Regions from separate parts of the Sus scrofa genome. Here all the other regions are linked to region 3. A link is a contact called in public HiChIP or PLAC-seq and promoter capture Hi-C data. All regions are on one chromosome and are shown on one strand. Each heading gives the region's core, a stretch centred on a gene start, on an enhancer-like site or on the middle of the called end of the contact. The rest is flanking DNA. Distances are from core to core; before and after follow the strand shown.

What was found. Promoter capture Hi-C pulls out the DNA fragments that hold promoters and counts their contacts. HiChIP or PLAC-seq counts read pairs in DNA pulled down with a chosen protein or histone mark.
Region 1: a contact with region 3 is called in a promoter capture Hi-C map of fetal liver, with 3 times the contacts expected there. The contact joins the promoter of COMMD10 here to the promoter of TMED7 in region 3. A contact is called at or near these places in 2 of 5 promoter capture datasets (fetal liver and liver), 14 of 47 Hi-C or Micro-C datasets (alveolar macrophages, embryonic fibroblasts, epiblast stem cells and 9 more) and 2 of 2 datasets of contacts at active chromatin or transcription factors (alveolar macrophages and skeletal muscle).
Region 2: a promoter capture Hi-C map of fetal liver shows a contact between it and region 3, with 3 times the contacts expected there. The contact joins the promoter of TRIM36 here to the promoter of TMED7 in region 3. A contact is called at or near these places in 1 of 5 promoter capture datasets (fetal liver) and 1 of 2 datasets of contacts at active chromatin or transcription factors (alveolar macrophages).
Region 4: an H3K27ac HiChIP or PLAC-seq map of alveolar macrophages shows a contact between it and region 3. The contact joins the promoter of PGGT1B here to the promoter of TMED7 in region 3. A contact is called at or near these places in 2 of 5 promoter capture datasets (fetal liver and liver), 1 of 47 Hi-C or Micro-C datasets (heart right ventricle) and 2 of 2 datasets of contacts at active chromatin or transcription factors (alveolar macrophages and skeletal muscle).
Region 5: a contact with region 3 is called in an H3K27ac HiChIP or PLAC-seq map of alveolar macrophages. The contact joins the promoter of ARL14EPL here to the promoter of TMED7 in region 3. A contact is called at or near these places in 1 of 5 promoter capture datasets (fetal liver), 5 of 47 Hi-C or Micro-C datasets (embryonic fibroblasts, fetal skeletal muscle, omental adipose tissue and 1 more) and 1 of 2 datasets of contacts at active chromatin or transcription factors (alveolar macrophages).

Annotation. Positions count from the first base shown.
Region 1 is chr2:120,237,264-120,240,208 of Sscrofa11.1, forward strand. It overlaps COMMD10 (COMM domain containing 10), which reads left to right and starts at 1,360. Exons shown (of 7, transcript NM_001267840.1): 1 at 1,360-1,416; 2 at 2,839-2,929. The coding sequence starts at 1,376.
Region 2 is chr2:119,351,072-119,353,865 of Sscrofa11.1, forward strand. It overlaps TRIM36 (E3 ubiquitin-protein ligase TRIM36), which reads right to left and starts at 1,320. Exons shown (of 11, transcript XM_021084641.1): 1 at 1,090-1,320. The coding sequence starts at 1,152.
Region 3 is chr2:119,802,941-119,805,796 of Sscrofa11.1, forward strand. TMED7 (transmembrane emp24 protein transport domain containing 7) reads right to left here and starts at 1,466. Exons shown (of 3, transcript NM_001202540.1): 1 at 916-1,466. The coding sequence starts at 1,110.
Region 4 is chr2:119,439,426-119,442,144 of Sscrofa11.1, forward strand. PGGT1B (geranylgeranyl transferase type-1 subunit beta) reads right to left here and starts at 1,409. Exons shown (of 9, transcript XM_003123848.6): 1 at 750-1,409. The coding sequence starts at 889.
Region 5 is chr2:120,193,651-120,196,363 of Sscrofa11.1, forward strand. ARL14EPL (ARL14 effector protein-like) reads left to right here and starts at 1,273. Exons shown (of 4, transcript XM_013995047.2): 1 at 1,273-2,713. It overlaps LVRN (aminopeptidase Q), which reads left to right. Exons shown (of 19, transcript XM_013995045.2): 19 at 1-78.

The DNA of each region.
Region 1 (2,945 bases), core at 110-2,609, 430 kb after region 3:
TTCATCTGTTTGTCTTTCCATTCGCCAATGCCATTATACTACCAAGGATTTTATTGCTTTCCAAGGATCATTGCAATAGTTTCCTATCTGATTTTCCTGCTTACCTCTTTCCCATCCAGTAATCATTCCGTGACAGTAATCGTCAATAAACAAACAGCTCTCATCACAAAAATTCTTTGCTTTAGAGTTCCCACTGTGGCACATCAGGTTGAGAACCTGACTAGTATCCATGAGAATGCAGGTTTGATCCCTGGCCTCACTCAGTGGGTTAAGGATCTGGTGTCACAGTAGGTTACAGAAGCAGCTTGGATCCAGCGTTGTTGTGGCTGTGGTGTGGGCCAGCAGCTGCAGCCATTTGACCCCTAGCCTGGGAACTTCCATATGCAGCAAGTGTGGCTCTAAAAAGAAAAAAAAAATTTCTTTGCTCGAAAATACGTAATGGCTCCCCATTTCTCACTAGATTAAGTGTACATAACACAGACTTGTACCCATTCAAGGCTTCTTCATGTCACCTACCAGAGAGAGCTTTCCTGATCTACCTCGGAAGCCCTATCACTGTTCCCAGGTCTGAGTCCCCTAAATGCACTACAACTTTTCCTCTATCAGAGACCCTGGTATTCGTGAACCTATGTTGTCTCTCTCCTCTCCTGTGAGATGCTTAATTATAGTCTCTGCATCAAATCTTCTCCTGTGCTATGCGGTAGCTAGCTGAATAGCAGACCCCAAAAAGGGGTGCAACGCATACTTGTCCATTTGAATCGCTAGCAAACCTGGAGGGCAGGAATTTTGGTCTTTTGCATCCCAAAGGTCCAGCACAGTACTGGGCACACAGTAGGCGCTCAGAGAACACTACCGAACCAATAACGGTACAGAGCGCAAGGGGGCACTGCAGAACTCCAGAGATGAAGATACAGGAAGGGCTGGTGGCACAGAGTCCAGGCTGGAACTGGCCATCCCCCAGAGCGTTGCTCCTCCGGACGACACGCAGCGCAGGCCGGGCAATGCGGGCAGTGCTTAAACATTTTCTTGAAAAAAAAAAAAAAAAAGCGGAAACCGAAAACAAAATTATGTGTATCCGTTGATACACACTACCTACATAATACAAAAAAAAAAATTCAATATCCAGGTATGTGTACACATATATAACAGGTAACTGTGCGTCTATAAATAAATTAATATGTGCACAGACTTAACTCTGAATGGAGAGAGTGGCGGGGAAGACGACGGGGACGCCCCTTAACCCCACTGGGACCGCCGGACTAGAGCGGCGCGGCCGCTGCGCGGCTTGGGCCTTCCTGCTTGCCGTCCGCCGCCTCCGCCATTGGTTGGGCTCTGGCAGCTGACCCGGCGGCGACGGGGCGAGGGAGCTTCAAGGATGGCGGCGTCTGCGGCGCTGATCCTGCGAGAGAGTCCCAGGTAGTCCCAGGGCGGGTGGGCACCGGTGGCAGCCGCCCCGGGTGGCGCGGGTTGGGCGGGCGCCAGGATGTCACCTGCGTCTGTCGCCGGGGCGCGGGGGCGGGGCCCGCGTGGAGGGGCGGGGCGGGGCTGCCGAAATCCCAGCTCGGGCCCCGCAGGAGTGCATGGGACTGTGGGCGTCTCCACCTGCACGGTGGGTCCTTGCGTGGGTTTCCAGTGCACCTGGCAGTTGAGGTCAGGACGGCAGTGTGTGGCCCTTGTCACTCTTCCCAGAGGCTGGTATCACCAACACCCAGGCCATCCTTGGAGTAATACTGAAATCCCGTGGAAAGGGATTCCATTTCCTCCTTCACTTCTCTTTCAGACCTTATGATGATGAGAAAGATTCCCATTGGTTCTGGATGCTCTATAATACCTAACACGTGTTAATATCCCTTTTCAATCAAGATAGAGTAGGCCTCAGGCCGGGACTTTTTGGGTGGTGACAGTATCTAGGCAGAATTTGATAATGTTTATGCTTTTGCTTTTATTTCTTTTTTTGTTAATTGCTTTATTTAGTTCTTTTCTACTCATGATTAGTAAGGTCGGCTGTCTGTGGTGGTGATACAAATTAAAATAAAATTTTTTTTAAGTAAAAATAACTTCATTTAATGAAAAATAATAGTGCAGGTGGTGTGCGGCTGCAGAAAAGTGCGGAAATATGTAGGCAAATAATTGAAATTGGGAAGTAACTACTTTGTGCCTAGATTGAACAGGAATCTTTTCCAAGAAGAGAGTTGTCATCTTAAAGTTTTTCCTTCTTTGATTCCTTGAGTTCAGACAGCCAGTTGCTCTCCTCACACTAATGTCTTGGGTAACACACTGCGTCAGTAAACTGTATCCAGTATGTTGCAGTATAATTGTTCTTAGCACATGATTTAAAGTTGATTATTACAGTTGAAGCAGGGTTTTAAAACTGTGTACTTAGTGACCCCACCTGATATTGTATGTGGTATTTATTTTTTATTCCATTATCTGCCACACACCAGTCTTCTTTCTATTTTTGGTGTAATTGCCATTTCCCTTTTCCCACTCTTAGCAGAGTTCCATTTTGAGTAAGTAGGTATTAAAGTACAATTCCCCACAGAGTGCAAGCTTCCCTTAGTAGTTTGCCTTTTGCTCAGAAGAAGGGGAAGATTTGCCAAATGCAGCTTTTGAACAGAAGTACTTTGGGGCAGGGGCATCTTTTGGAAATGTCCTGCCTTTTTTGCTGGCCAGTATCTGTGGGGCTTTTTGTAATTTTTTATTAAAATTTTTTTTAAGTTTCAGATTTACCTTTTGGCAGAATTGTTGAAATGAAAACTTGCAGACAGCTCTAGTTGCAGCAACTACATTTCGACTTGGAAAACTCATTTTAAAACTTTGTTTTATGAATTTATTTAGCATGAAAAAAGCAGTGTTGCTGATAAATGAAATAGACATAGGAAGATTTCCACGACTGCTCACCCGAATTCTTCAAAAACTTCACCTGAAGGTTTGTGTGTTTGTGT
Region 2 (2,794 bases), core at 70-2,569, 450 kb before region 3:
AGCCTCAAGGGAAACAGCAGGACTGTCTGGCCTTAAGCATCTGCAGAGTTGAGGTTAGTTAGTGAGGTATGAGAATGACGTTTCAGGTGTTCACATCAGGGCTGCAGATAATCCTTCTTTCTGATGACCTTGCCCAGGGAGGCCTTTTCTCCTCTGTGCCATTATTATCTTTTCTTGAAACTCCAGGTGTAGAGGACAAATGCAGCCGCTTTCAGCTTTAGGCGAACCCTGGTAGACAGCGCACCCCGCAGACTTTGCAGACTTTGCATTTCCCGACACTTCCCGCCTGCAAATCACTTAAGGAGCCTCTCCAGGCACTTTCTCGGTTGCAGCGGGTAGGGCTGCCTCCTGCAAGGCTTTCAGTCTTGGCTCGGCGCCACCCAGCCCGGCGGAGGGCGTGGTCACTAGGAGCTGCCCACTGCGCCAGCCTGGGTTTCGAAAGGACTCCCGGACAGGTGCCCTGCTGAAATCCGGCGCCTTAGCATCTCCCTCTGCACACCAAAGGAAGGATGCTTTAAATGTTCCTAGCCTGGGACAACGGCCAAGGACCTGGAAGGAGGGCTAAAAAAGCTAAGGCCAGGCGAACTGGGCTTCTGCCCCTGTTTATCTGCCACACGGTCGGAGTGCGCGCTGAACCCAATCCCATTCTTCTCACCTATTCACCATCTAGTCCGACCCTCCCTCCGTGTTCTGTGCCTGGACAGGCGATGTCACCACGCTTGGGAGCTCTGGGTGCGTCGCGGAGCCCTCCTCGGCCAAAGCCTGACCCTTCTCCTCATCCTCGCAGACTGATCTCCCGCCCCTTGCGGTCCCAGAAGCCCCCGCCTTCACCCAGCTGGCCAAGACCCTTTTGGCTCATTTCAGAGACGCCGCTCAATTCCAGGGGAAAAAAAAAAAAAAAAAAAAAAAAAAGCGGCTACTTTGCATTCTGCAGCTGCTGGGACACACAGACTGAGAGCGCGGCCCTGGGATTCCAGCCCCGCCCTCCCCGGCGGCGGCAAGGACCCGGGACGCCCACAGCCTCGGACCAGGTAGTGCCCGGGGTGGGGTCCCAGGCCTGGGCTCCACTCCACGCGTCCCAGCACTTACCTTGCCTCTGGCTAGCAATTCCATGATGTAGCCAAATTCACTTATCTCCCCCGACTCGGACATGGTTACGACCCTTCACAAACTCTGGAGGACCGAGGCGGGTGCATCGAATTTGTTTTTTCTGTCTTTCTCTGTTTTTAGTCGGAGTTTTGCCGAGCGCCCGCTAGTATGCTGTTAACGAGGAAAAATAACGCAGAAGAAAAAGGCAAAAAGCGAGGTTCGGTGGGATGAAGGCCATAGAGGGCTCCGGGAAAGCCACGTCCAGCGTTCTTAGTCTGGATTGAGCTGTCGGGACAGGACGATGTAACGGAACAAACGAGGGCGGCGACCGCGGTGGCGGCGGTGAAATCCTCACCAGGCGGAGCCCGGCGCGGAGGCTCCGCCTCCTCGGGGGTCTCTGCCCGCGCCTCCTGCCGGGGGTCTGGCGGCTGCAGAGACAAACACCCACACAAAAGCCGGTCTGGGCTCCCGGCCTCTCGCCGACCCAGCCCAGTCATCCACTGGATGGTTAAAGCTGTCCTTTATCCGATGCCAGGACGGACGGTAGCTGTCCGGAGCTCTGGGCGGCGCGAGGACCAGGAAAAATCCCCACCCCACTGTCTGGAGGTGCGAGGGCAGAGAGAATGAATGCAGAGCAGGGACAACAAAGGATCTGGCTGACAGCGCCGGAAAAAAATAAATAAATAAGTGAGAACCCAGGAAACGGCAACGACGCATCTCAAGTCAGCCTTCCTGAAATCCAATAGGTAACAAAGACCAAGCCAGTGCTTCTGAGATGAGAACAAACACCAGGATTGTGTTTTAAACACTCTAAGTGTGTAAGGTCGATTGTATCTCTATATCCTCTTGATACTCAACTTTCCTTTAATTAAAAACAAAAACAAAAACCCATTCCTGCCAGCAAGATACCTGGAAAAACATTCTCTTAGTTACAAATAACTCACTTTTCCTATTATTCATTTCACTGATTGAGTTAGACATTCAGTGAATGTTTCTTATTTTATACTTCTTTTTAAAATAGCAGATCGCCTAGGAGGCTGCAGCTGAATTGGCCTCTCAGTCTTCCCCCTGCTTCCTTCACACCTGACAATCTTTGCTTCTCTTGAGAAGTTGACTGAACAGAGTCAGGCCTACTTTATTCTTCCACGACAAGCAGTCCTTTATTTTTCTTGAAAAGGAGCTGAGTGATGAAGGCATGAATTTTTCTTTAAAGCATGATAATATGTGAAAATAGAACATGTACATGTATGTGTAACTGGGTCACCATGCTGTACAGTAGAAAAAAAATTGTATTGGGGAAATAACTACTAAAAAATAATAATAGCAATAATAAAATAGGGAATTCCCATCACGGTGCAGTGGTTAATAAATCCTACTAGGATACCATGAGGTTGGAGTTTCGATCCCTGGCCTTGCTCAGTGGGTTAAAGATCTTGTGTTGCCCTGAGCTGTGGTGTAGGTCAAAGATGCAGCTGGGATTCCACGTTGCTCTGACTGTGGCATAGGCCCGTGGCTACAGCTCCGATTAGACCCCTAGCCTGGGAACTTCCACATGCCACGGGTGTGGCCCTAGAAAAAGACAAAATAATAATAATAATTGAATTGGACACAACTGGAACATGTACTGCAAGAATGAAACCACTTCCCTTGGTGGTTTTTCTTGTTTGCCTTTTATTTGGTGATTTTCTGATTTCTCTTGTCTAGA
Region 3 (2,856 bases), core at 216-2,715:
AATTCCCCAGTCACTGTTTCCACAGTTTGCATGGGACCATGCAAAGGCTACTCCACTTTCCCCCTTACCAAAGTATTTCCAATTCATCCTTGACAGTTCAGCTTCAAATCACCTCCTAAAGGAAGCCTTCATAGAGTCCAAAGACCAGACTCTATGCTTTGAAAACACAACTCTGATGAATAAGCAGGTACTAATTAAGAAATGAAGAGTAGGAGGGTAGGGAATAAAAAAAATGACCCTATCTATTCTGATCACTTCTGTATCACCAGCACCTAATACTCAATAGCTGTTCAAATATTTTAAGGCCAACAGCAAACAACAACGAAAAAATTGTTCTAACCAATTAAAAAAATACATTCTGTTAAATCAATACTTTTATATAATCCCAAAGATGAGAAAGGGCCTGTCATTTATCACAGCGATTCCTTCTACAACACCTTTGGCAGATAGTCATCTGGTCTGAAACTGAGCTCTTCCAATGACAGAGAGCATTAACCAATAGTCCTCATATTGATGGAAAATCTGAAAAGCACTTCGAATCTGATGAAAGTGGAGGTATGGACCGCAGAATGTTAGACACTACAGAAGAGAACAGGACAGAATTTTTTTTAAAGGAGACTCTTCTAAAAAAGAAAGTTCAAAAGGTCTTGAAATGAAGAACATTAGAGAAAGGAAGCAAAAGACACGACCACACAAAGTATTTCTGGACATCCTATGCCTTACTCTCAGGTCTTAAATGTTTCTTGCACACAGTTTTGGGGACGAAAGCCAAATGCTCTGCATCAGCAACCTAGGGGTGATTCCTGAATTAGCCAAAGAACGAAGAAACTCGGACAGGAGAAAGGGGCACCTAGCAGTCACAGCCCCGACCTGGAACCGCGAACAGGGGCCCGGGGCTGTCTGTGCCCGTAATACCTGGAACTCGAGGGTGCACTTGGTGCCCTGCGTGATGTCCTCGTAGAAACACTGCTTGGCATTGTCGGGCAGCTCGAAGGTGATCTCAGACGCGCCGCCGGGCCCCGGCACCAGCAACAGCAGCAGCACGAGCAGCCTGTGGCCCCAACGGCCCGCGGCGGCCGCCCAGCGCTGCGCAGAGCCCAGTCTGGGCATCGTGAGGCGGCGGCGGCCTCAACCGAGCTGCGGGGGAGACGCGGGGTCAGGTCTGCACAGACTCACTGAGCGCGGCAGGCCTCAGCCCGGGAGGCACCGCGAAGACGCACAGCAGAGTTGCTCCGAGCCTCGGAGAGATTCGGGGTGAGAAGCGAGTCGCTGGGGCGGAGGAAGGTTGCTGAGGAACTGGGGCCTCGAGCCCAGAACGACCTGGGGAACAGAGATAAAGCCGGCAGACGAAAAGCGGAAAAGGCCCGAGATGGCTGTTAGTGCAGACTAGAACGGGGGTAAAGGGGCGGGGCCTGAGGCACCTGCTCTAGCGACCCGGATGTGCTCTCCCCCGCCGCCGGGAGACGCGGTGGAGTGCGTACGTGGAAGCTCGCGAGGCGTCAGCTCGGCCTCCCCCGCCTTCTGGGCCGAGGGGCGGGACCAGCGTGGTTAACGTGGCGGGGCGGGGCCAGGGCGGGGGGTGTGGCCGGCTGCTGCCGACGCTGGGCGGGCGGCTGGCAGTAGGAGCTACCCGCCTGCAGCTTCTTTTTCTGTGGGAGCTGAACGCTGGGGGAGCTCCGAGAGTGAAGAAGAGCTCATTCTGCCCTAAGGGGCTGATCGCCGGTGGTAGAGCGCTTTGCTTTGCGGTTCGCAGAGAGTTTTCTTACACATAATAACAAATTTGGGGGGAAGCAGTTTAGCAAGGAGCCTGAATTCTCGCTGGACTGCAGGAGTTCTAATCTCTACTCTATTTACTGTGACCTTGGACCCGTTGCTTAACCTCCCTGCTTCAGTCTTTGCATCTGTAGGATTATTACAAGGCTTCGATATTTGAAAAAAGTCCCTACAAGAGTGGTTGTCATGTGGTAAGCACTAGATAAGCTTTTGCGAGATGAAAAACATCTCTTGAGCGCTTATCATCACGCACTGTAGTAAACACAGATCCTTCAAACAACTCTATACGGTAGGTATTATTATGCCTATCTTAGTCGTGAGGAAATTCAGGATTAGAAAATTTTAATATAGTTGTCTGAGATTACACCACTGGTTTGTGCTTTAAAAATTATAGTGATATTAATAGTAGCTAACAGATGTTGATTTCTTAAATTATCCATTTTCTTCTGTATAGAACCACGAATTAGTTATTATATTTTTAAAAAATAAGTCATCATGGTGAGGCTCATGCCCTTTAAGAATGGCCAGCTGAGGGTAGGTAGATGGTTTTATGAGAAGGAAATGGAGGCACTGTAGGTAGGAGACCCGCAAGGAAGTGAGGGGGTGGTGGGAAGGCTAGCGCAGAGATGGACGTGTGTTGATGGGGGGGGCATGGAGGACTTCACTGGCCTGCTGTGTCCAGAGCTTCTACAGGGGAGGGGAGCCCCAAGGAGAAGGGATTTGGGGGAGACTGCATCTTCCTGAGAACTAGGCCAGAAAAAGAACTAGTGTGTGTCTTCGATTGGAAAGAAGACTGAATTTCAAAGTAGAATACCAGTTCTATTTTCTAACTCTTGACTTTTGCCAACTAACATTGCTCTTCAAAACCTCCTCTTCAGACATCAAATGGCAAACAAAGAATGAATGAATGAATAAGATTAAAACCCCGATGCAAAACAGTATACACTACCAGAGAGGCAAATTTTAAAAAATACAGTAATACCACATGTTGGTGAGTAAGCAGAGCAACGAGATCCCTCATACACTTCTGGTGAAAATGTAAATTGGCACAAAGACTTTGGAAAACAGTGTAGCTTTAATAAA
Region 4 (2,719 bases), core at 159-2,658, 360 kb before region 3:
GTTAAGAAAATACGGAAAGAGATTAGAGCAAAACCAATTTGCTCTCTCTTCCAAACCAGTCTCATGCAGCTTTGGAATCTCACTTCAAAACACAGCAATGCAGAGCAAAGATCGCCTCCTCCTTTCATTATTCTCATTGCCAGACTTTTACTCTGAATGACTAATTCACAGTTTCTTAGCCTACTCCAACTCACAAGGCTCTTCCAAATAAACTTTAACAGGCTGCTTATAAGCAACACCGCACCTCTTTCATCAATCCTATCATGAGATGTACAATTCCTGAAAAGTTCATATCTACGCAAACCTTAGAGGTTTGCTGCCGCTCCTATACGCTGAACACCATACAGGCACTCAATTAAGACTCAACGGCTTTATAGAGGAAAGAAAAGCACAGCGAAGATTATCTACATAAAATACGATGACAAACACTTTTTTTCCTTTTTTATCGGAAGTGAGGTCAAAGTGACTCATATAGGCTGAGAGAAGGGATAAAAAAGGAAGCTCCCAGTTGACAGGAAAAAAAAATGGAAGTGAAAAGGGCGGAAACTGGAGATTCCAAAAGCCCTCGACTCGCAGCTCCCTTCATTCCTACCGCCGTAGCTCGGGAGTGAGGGTGACCGCAGGCCGGCCGGAGAGGGGAGGCAGTGAAGGGTGGGCGGCGCCGCAGCCCCCTGCGGCCACCCACTTAGCCGTCTTCCTCCATGCTCCTGGAGCCGGGCCCCGTGCTGGTCCCGCTGACCCCCAGTTACCTGCTGGTCTCAAGCGAAGAGTAGCGCTCCGGCAAGACTTGGAGGCAGCGCTGGAAGAACCGCACGTGCCGGTCCCGCAGGAAATCCAGCCGCTCTCCGTCACCGCTCCCAGCCGGCCGCTCGTCCTCCGTGGCCGCCATGCTGCTACGGAAACGACGTCCACTGCGACCCGGAAGCAGTTGGCGCGCGGCGCGAAGGAAACCCGAAGGGCGGCCACCGCGTGGCAGGTGAGGAGGGGGCGTGCGCCTGCCCCTGTTCTTCCCGGTAATGGAGACTACACGCTGTCAACACAATGCCTCATGAGGCGCGTTCTCCCTCCGTAGCGCACAACCAGCCTTTTCTACTCTAAGCCCCAAAGGTTTGGAAACACCTTGCAGGCCTTGTAAAATGCAGCCCAAGATCCACAAATCTTTGCAGAACTTTTATCGTGGGGGGAAGTGTAAGGTCAGTAGCTTCAAGTTCACTTTGAGAAAAATCACGGCCCTAAAGAACACGAAGATGGTATATATGAAAACGGGGATGAGTCAGTATAAATTTGTCAACAGACTCATTTTCGGAAGCCACAGTTTTAAGCTGAACGGAGAGCGAAATTAAACCTACAAATCAATTAGAGATAGACAAATGCTTATTAAATAATTACCAACGCGATGAAAGTTAAGACTTCCTAGTATCATTTTCTTTTACGAGTCTTAAAAATTTTACTCTTTGAGTCAGGATCATCCAGGATCAATGCAGCATAAATTTGCAATAGCAAATATGCTCAACGTGTTCTCCAACTACGCATATGCTAAAAAATGAAAAGAAACATGTGCTTCTAGCTATTTTTTTCAAAAAGAGGGATTTAAGTTGCTTCAGCCATATACTATTGCCTTTAAAAGTTCACAAGGCAGTCTTGGGGTGGGGGGTGAATCTGCCCTAAGGATCAGGCCTGAATTGGCTTTTTGTAATCAAGTAATAGTTTAGGTATAATTTAAATGCTAGCTTTCTTAGAAAATGTTTCTCTTAAAAAACTACCACGTGGACTGGAGTTATCCTATTTCACCAATCCAAAGCATCTTGTATAAAGCATCTAGTATAACAGGTACTAGTAACTATTCACAGGTATTCCTGCATGTAACAAATATTGCATTAACAAACTGCCAAGTAAGGGCAAAGGGCTGTCCTTGGTGCTTCCCTCCAAATATGGGGGCAGTCTTTGCCTTGTAGGTATGCCCAGTCTAGAGGAGTTTTCACTGCATGATTACAATGAAGATCTGGCTTTCACTTAAAACTTATCCATCACTAAGTGTTTGAAAATGTTCAAGGTGAAGTCACATTACACACGCTGAACTTACTAGAATCCACTATGCTCACTCTATATAAGCTCAGAAAGACAATCCTATTAACCTAGCCCTTTAAGGGAAGCCAAATAGTTCACCTCATTCTCAGCAATCTGATCCAAATCTTGTGGAAATACTTCTGTGGTGAACTCATTGAGACATGATATACTGTCTAGGTAATTAACCATCCACCTTTTCCTGGGTGATTTTGATTAAATGGGATTTTTGACATCATGTGACAGAACCTAACCCCCACATAAAATGTCACTGTACATTATTGGCCAAGAAGTACAAGGCTTCAAAGTATAGGAATGATAGAGTATCTATAAAATTGAATATTATTTAGCCATTAAGTGATAATGTTTGAATTATATAGAAAGAAAAAAATATATGTGATGTAATGTTAAGCAATTATAGTATCTAAAATGTACTCTGAGACTAGCTGTTTAAAAACAGGTAGGTATGTTTTTTGAAAAAGTTACCTTAGGGTAGTGGAATTATGGGTGCTTTATAACATTTTTCCTTTAGTGTTTTTTCTAAATTTCTTATTAATACACTTCTTAATCCAGTATAAGAAATGTTTATTTACATACCTTCTGTGAGCTGGCAACTGAAGACATTATTGTGTTTATTCTGTATCGTCTATATAAA
Region 5 (2,713 bases), core at 23-2,522, 390 kb after region 3:
CTATCTACCTCAAAGTGATGTTATAAAGATTAAAGAATATGTCAATTAAAAGCCTTTAAATATGCTATATAGACTGAAGATAGTGTGATCTAAGGTGTTTTTTTTTTTTCCAATTTCTTGTGTAAGTTAATGCAGCCTCAAATTGAAATGCAAGACAAAGGTTCACTTTCTTATTCACTTCACAAGAAGATACTCCCGGAGTGGGAACAGGAGGCTATAGGACTTGGCCATGAGGACAAACCGAAGTACACTCTGCACAGACTTGACCATACATCATAGGTCAGAGAGTTTTTTCTTTAAATTTAGCAACTTAAAAGTTAAGCCATAAAATTGTTACACGTGTAACATCTTCCTAAATTTTCTTAAATATCAGCTTCATATTTCCTCTATTTTCTCCAATCTTATCTTTCAATAATCCTGTCATGTATCATCTCACTGCTTTCTCCTCCTCTTTTTCTCTCTTCCAACTATGAGTTTTGTGTCTTTGTTTTTGAAGTATAGTTGACCTACATACAATATGATGTGAGTTCCTGGTACACGGTATAGTGATTCATGATTTATATACATTTCAAAATGATAAGCATGATAGGTCGAGTTGTAATTTGTCACCATACAAAGCTATTCAGAACTATTGACTGTATTCCCCATACTGTACATTTCATACTTGTGGCCTTTATTTTGTAGCTGGAAGTTTGCACTTCTTAATCTCCCTCACCCACTATTCTCTTCCCCATAACCCCCTTCCCTCTGGCAACCACTTGTTTATTCTCTGTATCTATGACTGTGTTTCTATTTTGTTATGTTTGTTCATTTGTCTTATTTTTTGGATTCCACATATAAGTGAACTCATACATTATTTGTCTTTCTGTGACTGATTTCACTTAGCATAATACCCTCTAGGTCCATCTATCTTGTTGCAAAATGCAAAATTTAATTTTTTGTGGCTAGTATTCATTGTATTTGTATACACCACATATTTTTTATCTAATCATCCAATAATGGGCACTTAGGTGGCTTCCATATCTTGGCCATTGTAAATAATGCTGCAATAAACATAGGGATGCATATGTCTTTTCTAATTAGTGTTTTTATTTTCTTTGGATAAATACTCAAGAGTGGAATTACTCAACCATATGGTAGTTCTATTTTTAATTTTTTGAGTACTCTCCATCAAATTAAATATATTATGACACTTCCTTCTGGTCTGCAGAGTAACTGCTGAAAAGTCAGCTGATAGCCTTATGGGAGTTCCCTTGCTTGTAATGTGTTGCTTTTCTCTTGCTGCTTTTAATATTCTTTCTTTTTCTTTTCTTTTCTCTTTTTCTTTTTTTGGCTGTGTGCACAGTATGAGGAAGTTACTGGGCCACAACAGTGACAAGGCCAGATCCTTAACCCACTGTATCACCGGGGAACGCCTGCTATTATTTCTTTAGCTTTAATTTTTGTCTTTTTAATTACGGTGTGTCTTGGTGTGGTCCTCTTTGGGTTGACCTATTTGGAACCCCTTGTGCTTCCTGGACCTGTATATCTGTTTCCTTCTTTTAGCTGTTATATTTTCACATGTGTCCACTTCTCCTTTCTCTCTCTCTCTCCTTCTGGGACCCCTATAATGTGAATGTTGGTATGCTTGATGTTGTCCCAAAGATCTCTTAAACTGTCCTCATTTTTTAAAATGATTTTTTCTTTTGTTCTCTTCAGCTTGAGTGACTTCCACTACTCTGTGTTTGCTGAACCATTCCTTTGTACATCTAATCTATTGTTGATTCTTCCTAGTATTTTTTTTATTTCAGTTATTGTATTCCTCAGCTGTTTGCTTCTTCTCTACATTTTCTAACTCTTTGTTAAACTCCTCATTGTGTTCATCCATTCTTCTCCTGAGTGTTTGAGTATCATTATGATTATTACTTTCAACTCTTTGTCAGTTACATTGTGTATCTCCACTTCTTTTAGTTCTTCCTCTGGGGTTTTATCTTTTTCCTTCATTTGGAACATATTCCAAATACGAAGGCTCAGAAAACAGCCTAATTCAATGTTTTTATTTTTATGTATTTGGAATGTTGGTTATGTTTCCTGATCTTGAAGAAGTGGCTTTATGCAGTATATATCCTATGGGCCCCAGAAGCTCATTCACCTCTGGTCACCAGGGCTATATGCTCTAGATGCTCTCTATGTGGGCTGCCTGATCCTTCTGTTGTGGCAGGCTGACTACCCAGGCTGCAGTGGTAAGCATGGCTGGCCCCCAGTCTGGTTGGTTGTCAGGCCCTGCCTTGTATGGGGGTTTCTGGCCCTGGTGGGTTGGGGCTGGGTCTTGACATGGCTGGCTACATGGCCAGGGGAGTCCCAGTGTTGGTGACTGCTCACTGGTGGGCAAGGCTGGGCCATAAGGCTGCTAGCTTCCAAGCCCAGGGGGATCCTAGAGCTAGTACTGACCCACTGGTGGGTGGGTCCAGATCTCAGGGTGGCTGGCTGCTAAGTCAGTGTTCCTGGAGCCTGTTCAGCCTGCTGGTGGGTGGGGCTGTGGTTGCAGGGTCTGGGGTGTCCCAGAACTGGTGTCATTATGCTGTCAGGCAAGTCTGGGGCCCAAAATATCATGGAACGGTGCTAGCCTGCTGGTGGATAGGCCAGGTCTTGACACAGCTGGCTGTGGGACCTCAGTGGTCCCAGGGCTTGTGTCTGCCCATTTGTGTGCACGGCTGTGGGCAGAAGGTCCCTA